2 separate regions of the Mus musculus genome follow, and region 2 is linked to region 1. Evidence: chromatin contacts called from public Hi-C data. All regions are on one chromosome and are shown on one strand. Each heading gives the region's core, a stretch centred on a gene start, on an enhancer-like site or on the middle of the called end of the contact. The rest is flanking DNA. Distances are from core to core; before and after follow the strand shown. Region 1 holds the start of BC035044 (cDNA sequence BC035044). Region 2 has its middle 16 kb from the start of 2310001H17Rik.

Evidence for each region. Hi-C and Micro-C count contacts between places; a contact is called where the count stands out from the background.
Region 2: a contact with region 1 is called in a Hi-C map of bone marrow-derived macrophages, with 18 read pairs. The contact joins the enhancer-like site here to the promoter of BC035044 in region 1. A contact is called at or near these places in 13 of 39 promoter capture datasets (3T3-L1-derived adipocytes, the C10 cell line, the HPC-7 cell line and 10 more), 2 of 15 datasets of contacts at CTCF or cohesin (the NIH/3T3 cell line and large pre-B cells), 12 of 484 Hi-C or Micro-C datasets (B cells, CD4 T cells, DN3 thymocytes and 6 more), 15 of 115 datasets of contacts at active chromatin or transcription factors (the 230-238 cell line, DN3 thymocytes, the HPC-7 cell line and 10 more) and 4 of 9 other capture datasets (adipose tissue, liver, macrophages and 1 more).

What each region holds. Positions count from the first base shown.
Region 1 is chr6:128,889,746-128,893,523 of GRCm38.p6, forward strand. It overlaps BC035044 (cDNA sequence BC035044), which reads right to left and starts at 1,379. Exons shown (of 3, transcript NM_001254946.1): 1 at 1,072-1,379. The coding sequence starts at 1,222. Clec2i (C-type lectin domain family 2, member i) reads left to right here. Exons shown (of 6, transcript NM_020257.2): 2 at 3,083-3,153.
Region 2 is chr6:129,253,049-129,256,510 of GRCm38.p6, forward strand. No RefSeq gene overlaps it. Among named protein-coding and RNA genes, the nearest start is that of 2310001H17Rik, 16 kb to the left of the region's middle. Within about 2 kb of position 2,108, at least 16 of the 459 cell types and tissues checked have an H3K27ac peak or open chromatin away from gene starts, as enhancers often do. A contact at or near this core is called in bone marrow-derived macrophages, where this site is marked.

The DNA.
Region 1 (3,778 bases), core at 129-2,628:
GGTGGTGGGAGGTGTGGGGTATGGGCCAAGTCGGAGGCTCCAACCAAACAGACATCAGCATCTATCAGTGGATGAGTGTGGAAAACCTGTGATACATACTCCCATATATACTGGAATACTATGTACTAGTAAGATAGGATGTCTTTTGTGACAACATGGCTGGACCTGGGTGACATGCTGAGACAAATTAGTCAGGCACTGAAAGGCCAACATTGTTCATCAGTTGTAGAGGGGTTTGTTAGCTAAAAGCAGACAGGAGTTTACACTCTTTTCTTCGATTTGGAAAGATTTTTGAAATCACAGTGCAGAACCTGAAATCACAATGAAACCAAACCACTCCTTTACAATCTGAAGGGGTTTAGAAATCTCCCAAGACTTCCTTTCTATAGGGAGTGTGAGGAGGGCTGAGGAGGGCTCCCAGCAGCACATGGCTGAGAGGTGCTGGGGCTGGAAATGAGCACAGGCGAATTTATTATGCTATCATTTTATATTCTGTAGAACTAGAAAGAATTAAGGCTGGGAGTTCTGTGTGGATCCAAAATGCAAAAGCTCAGTGCTTAAAGCCTTCTTTCTAATCCTAAGGCTCCTTTCCCTCCTTGTTAATGTAATAGAAGCTTTCTGGTATTTTAGGTGTGCGAAAATGCACAAAATGCAAGGATTAAAGTCAGTGAAAACTCTGTAAAAACTATAATTAGCACTCAATAAAATTAATTCATTTGGTATACATTTCTGTGAATTTTGAAAACATATAATCAGGTGTTCTTCATTAAGATACATAGGGGCTGGAGACTTGGCTCAACCACTGAGAGCATTTATTGCTCTTGCTAAGGACTGAGGTTTCACTCCCAGCACACATATGGTGGCTCAACACCCACCCCTAATTCCAATTCCAGGGATCCAATATATTTTCTAAATTCCTCTAACAGTAATCATGCATGTAGTACACTACATACATACATACATACATTACATTCACACATTCTTACATTTAGCTGACAAAGCACTCTTAAATGTAAAATAAATAAGACTAAAACAGTCATTTTAAAAATATATACAGACCCCCTACCCTACCTGTTTCCCCGTTGTCTGCTGCAGACACTCTCACCACTCCTCCGCCACAGCCATGAGTAGTCACCTTTCCAGATGACTTAAAATGGGTCCATGAAGCAGAGAAGTCCCACAAGAGTTCTTTCAGCTTGTCACAGCAATGCCTTCTGCTCATCACTCACAGTGCAGTGCTAATCAGTAGTGTGTCAGAAACATGCACTGCTGGTGAGATGCTGAGGGATCATACCCATAGCATCGCCTACACAGAATCATGCTCTGAGTTCAGAAATTTTTAAGAATCTCACCAGCAAATACTATGCAAAGAGGTTGTGAAAAGCTGTCAGGAAACTTCTAGAGAAGTGATAGGAGGAAGTGAATAGTGGCAGTTGGGGGTCTCTTCACAAAGGAAACTGGGACTTCCTGTAGCTCTCTGACCTTTGCATGAGCTTACTTTCGGGTTAGTTTAGGGACACTTTGGGGAAGAAGCCCTTGGGACATTTGGCCTGTTAAAGTGGCATGAGATAAGGCAAGCACAGGCATGTGTTCCAAGTTGTTTCTTGTGTTGAGAGGTTTACCTTGTCATCAGCTTGGGGATATTTTAATGGTCACAAATGTGTCATTTTCACAGGGATCCTTAAAGCTGCTGCAAATATTCACATAAAGATGTCTTGCAACTTGAATTCCTTTCCAGCATGGGAATATGTGGGTAGGATGGGAGCATATCACATTTTACACTTACAAACAGCTTTGTAGAAGCTGTAAAATTTAGCCTTAAGAAGTTGTTAGTTCTACCTCAACATGGACATCCACATCAATGTATAACCATCCTGTTATGCAGACAGTGATTTTGCTCTTAAATCGAAGATGATTTTGCCCAAGACAAGTTCACAAACATTCCCTTACTTTTCTAAAAATCAAATGACTTTATGATATTAAGTTTTGTGCTTGGATCTCTATGTCTACAAATGGACTGTAGAAATTTATGCCTATTTATTTATTTATTTATTTTTTTAGGAGACAGATAGAAGGTTGTTTCAGTAGCACACACGGGAGTGATGCCATCTTTTCCCTGTCTAAAGACTGTTCATCTCTGTTAAGTGTCTCTTGACCACCCACATGTGTTTGACCTCATTGTGGAGTCCTGTTTTCTGCTGTGTTGTTTCAGTGTCTACTCTGATGCTAGCACCAGGCTTTCATTCCTGTTCCCATGAGAACATGAGACATCAGGTCAGGCCTTGTGATCTTTCTGATTTTGACCTCTTCATTCTCAGAATAATTTTTGACTATTAATTTTTGACTCTTTTTAATTTTCATATTACTTCTCATACAACTTGGTGCTATGATTTTTTTTTTTCTGAAGGCAACTACATCTCTGGAATATGTTACACATATATGTGTGTTCAGAAATTGTTGACATGAGCAATATGGAGTGTTCTAGTTCATTATGTGTTTAGCGCTGCCTTGATTTCTTTCTTTATTTCAAAAATGTAACATGTACGAGTGCTTCGCCTGCATAGATATCTATGGATTGTGTGCATTCCTAGTGCCCACCAAGGTTAGGAAAGTTCTCAGACTTCCTGAATATGGATTTACAGAGGCTTGTGAGCTCTTATATTGGTTCTAGATTTAACCCAGGTCCTCTGAAAGATCAACAAATGTTCGAAACCACTGAGCCAACTTTCCTTTTTATTTCTTTATATATTTACATGTAGTTTTTGTTATGCTGACTATGAACATCCTATTTTTAGATTTGTAATTTTATGTTTTTTTGGCATTACTGTCTAAGATATTAATTTCCACTTGACAGGACAATACAACTGATTTTACCATGCTGTCACCCTGTCCTGCAGTTTTATAAACTCATTTTTTTTTTTTTTTTTTACATCCAACGGTCTTTTGTAGATTTGTTTGGATTTTTATGTAGATAGAACCCTGTCATCTGTGAAAAGAAACACTTTCACCTGTTTCTGAGAAGCATAAACCTCCTTTCGTTCTTTAAGAGACTCATTTTATGTATGTGGCTGTTTGCCTGCAGGTTTGTACATAACATGAATGCCCAGTGTGTACAGAAGCCAGAAGAGGGCAATGGACCCCTTGGAACTGGAGGTGTGCAATGTTGTAAGCTACCTTCAATTCAAGTCCTCTGGAAGAGCTGAAAGAGATCTTAACAGCTGAGCCATTCTCCAGACACCTGACCCTATTTCTTTGTCCTGGCGAGCACCTCCTGGGAAAAGTCTACCTGGAGTAATGAGCAGACATCTGACTCTTGCTCCTGATTGCTGGGAACACATTCATAATGGCACCATTGAGAGTGCAGCTGACTGAAGTTGGACTTACTGCTTTGTTTTTAATGGATGAATTTTGTAGGGTTGAAGAAGTTCCTTTCACTTCCATTTTCCACATATTTTTGTTGTTTATTGAGATATTTCTAATTTTTCCTCTTTTCTTATTTTGTAATACATCTAATTACATCAATTTATTTTCTAGTGTTTCTACAACTCCTTCTAGCCAGGGCGCTTTTTATGGAGCCAAAACCAGATTTTTGTTGTTTGCATGTCACTGGGATCTCCACTCCGTCCATTTTTGCTCTTCCATTATTCACCCTGAGTTCAGTGATCAGAAGTCTCCCTGGCAGAAGTTCTGTTTCCATCCTCTCTAGACTTCTTTCTACCATGGACATCCTTTGTGGACCAGGGCCTTCTCTAAAAGGGTTGGCAGAAGCCTTTCAGGA
Region 2 (3,462 bases), core at 858-3,357, 360 kb after region 1:
AGAATAAAAATATCAACTAACTAGACCCTCCAGACTCTTAGGGACTAAACCACCAACTAAAGAATACACATGAAGGGATTCATGGCTCCAGCTGCATATGTAGCAGAGGAAGGCCTTATCTGGCATCAACAGGAGGGGAAGCCCTTGGTCCTGTGGAGGTTTGATGGAAGCCAGGGCATCGAGGCAGGAGTGGGTGGGTGGGGGGCATCTTCATAGAGGCAGGAGGGAGGGAGGATGGGGTGGGATGGGATGGGAGATTTGTGGAGGGGAAACTGGGAAGGGAGACAACATTTGAAATATAAATAAAATAACCAATACCCCCAAAATCCAGAAAAAAAAAAGAAAGGAAGGAAGGAAGGAGGGAGGAAGGGAGGGAGGGAGGGAGGGAGGGAGAGAGGAAGGAGGGAAGGAAGGAAGGAAGGAAGGAAGGAAGGAAGGAAGGAAGGAAGAAAGGAAGGACGGAAGGAAGAGAAACAGGATCTAACTCTAGCCCAGACTGATCTGGAACTATCATGTAGCCCAGGCTGGCCCCCATCTTGCAGTGATCCTCTTGTTTCAGCTTCCCCAGCCCAGCACCGGAATTACAGCTATGAGTGATCAGACCTGGCTCGTATTTTTATAGCAAAATATTTCTGAAGAAATTTTAATAAAAATGGATTGTGTAAGTAGTTCAAGAACAGTGTGTGTGTGTGTGTGTGTGTGTGTGTGTGTGTGTGTGTGTGTGTGTGTGTGAGAGAGAGAGAGAGAGAGAGAGAGAGAGAGAGAGAGAGAGAGAGAGAAATTGAAACTGGTATCTTCCTCAGTCACTCAAATGAGCACATTGTTTTCCAAGGATCTGCCACTGAAGCTGGGGCTCACACACTTGTCTCGATTGCCTTACTAGCAAGCCTTTACCACCCTATTATTAAAATTAAGCAAAGACATCTTGGGAAAAGAAAATTATGAGTAACTATTTCTGATAAACATAGGCATATAAACCCTCTGTAGAATAGCTGTAAGGCAAATTCAATAATATACTAAAATGATTTTTGTATCATTTTTTTTCTTCAGAGGCAGAGACTGGCTGCACCCCTGCTTGGACTGACACTTGGTCAGCGTTCTGTGTCTTTTCTGTCTGGACCTACATTGTAGTTCCTTCTCTGTCCTTGTAGAACCACATTTGAGCAAGAATTTGGTAAATCGGCACAGTAAAAATCTCCGCTTGAGCTATTCTTCACCGTTAGGAATAATCCTTGAAAATCAGATCAGCCAGATATCCTTTCTCCCTTTGATTTCTGTTCACAGATCCTCACTCACTCCTTGGTCATACGTCTCCACCTGTTCTTGTGCACTCTCTGTCTTGTAAGATCTTGTATCTTTCACAATGGCTTCTCTTTATAAAGTCTGTTTTATCATCCCCGGTGATATTTGGAAAGCCTTGCCACAGTTCCCAGTTTCTTTCATCACAGCTTGTCTAGCTGAAGGGACTTTGACACTTCCTTACTCCCACTCCTTGCTTCCAGTTTTAGTGGCACACACCCCCCTTTTATTTCTAAGTCCTGGAGATGGGTTGGCTCATGCTGGACCTTTCTACACAGTTGCTTCCACTGCGTCCAAATTTAAAATAGAGAAAAAAGTAGATTATTTGAGTCAGAGATGCAGGCAATGGTAAGTGCTTTCCTAGCGTGAATGAGGTCCCAGGTTCAGTAATCATCACAGTATAAACAAAAACCCGCCAAGCAAAACCATCTCTGGCTTGTTTTGAGACATATTCTTTCTATGTAGCTCTGGGTGTTCTGGAACTTACTATGCATATCAGGCTTGCCTTGAGCTCAAAGATATTCTCCTGCCTCTGCCTCTCAAGTTTTGGGATTAAAGGAGTGCACCAGCACACTTGGAACAAACAAACAACAACGCTTTAAAATTCCCTTTGTTGCCTAAGCTTCTTATCTGATGCTAAGTTGTCCAGAGTTGACAGAAGTTGCTCTCAGTATCTCAGAAACCCTAAAGATAACATGAGAAACTAAAAGTCATTTTGCACTTACAGTCTCCCCCCTCCCCGCCCCCTTTTATGGACATGCAATCATTTAGAGTGACACATAAAGGAAATAATTGAAACCGTTGTTTCATAGCGCCATCTGCTGGAAAATTAGTGCACTACTTAGTTTTTATTACAGGACACACATCAGCAGAGAGTTTAGAACCCAGTCCCTAGAAATTTCTGCAAAGTCTCCAGGAAGCTAGGCACAGACATGAAACTATTGCAAGTTGTATTGTAGAAGAGGAGGAATTGTGACCCTTTGGGCTTTCTCTCTCTTGGTCACCTGTACCTGCCCATCACTTCTGTCTCTCAGAAGGAATGTCTTTCTCAGGACAGTCTGGCCCCTGCACCAAGAGTGTCTAGTCTTGCAATTATCTTTGCAGTACCCAACCCCACCTTAGACCTTGTTCATTTTCTGTCACAATCGGATTTTACATAGCTATGGGAGTACAGACATCTTCCAGGGAGATAGTTTTTCTCTACTGTAGCAGTATACTTGGAAAGATGCTGGTTCTCTCCCCAGCCCCCCCCAACACCCCGCCACACCCCACCCCCAGTGTTTCCACTTTCCTGTCTATGTTAGGTTTTTATAAAGTCCTTAGGAGGTTGTTGTTCCTACCAAGATTGAAACTGCTCAAGGGCTGGAGAGATGACTCAGTGGTTAAGAGCACTGACAGCTCTTCCAGAGGTCCTGAGTTCAATTCCCAGCAACCACATGGTGGCTCACAACCACCTGTAATGGGATCCGAAGGGGTTTATTGAACTCTGGCCAAACTTAACATGGCCACCAAGAGAGTCAAACATTGCATTGTTCCACTCACCAGAGTAACAGCTCCTGGCAACAAGCAATGGAGTTTGGGCTCTGACGTCTCTCTGAAAACCTGTCTACTACGATTCCTAACCCCAGGTTACAGCGGCTCACTATGCGTGCTCAGAATCCTGTTATGCTCAGAATGTACACCGGGAACAGACTTACTCGGCAACTGGCTGAACCCCTGACTTGACTTCTGATCCCTGAAGTGATCAAAACTGATTTAAAAAAGTACTCAGTTAAGGAGGGGAATGGCTTATGTAGGAGAGAACGAAGGGGCAGCCTTATTCAAGGCTTTATGGCCAATCTGCCGCCCTCTGGCTCATCTTTGAAAGGCCTCAGGTTCTCAGTTCAGCAGCTTCTACTTCCCCCTTGTGGCTGAAGATACATCCTACTTCGATTGAGAGAGCATCATTCATTTTTTCTGTTAGAAATCACATTGGCTGGGCTTGGGATATCATTGAAGAGTAGAGTGCTTACCCAGCATGCCCGCGGCCCTACATTTAATCCTTAGTACCCTACCCCAACACAATTGATCTTTCATGAACTGAAGCCAACTAAAATCAAAAATAAAAATCACCAAATGCTTCAGGAAACAAGCCAAAATATCAACATGTTGATAGGAAATAAA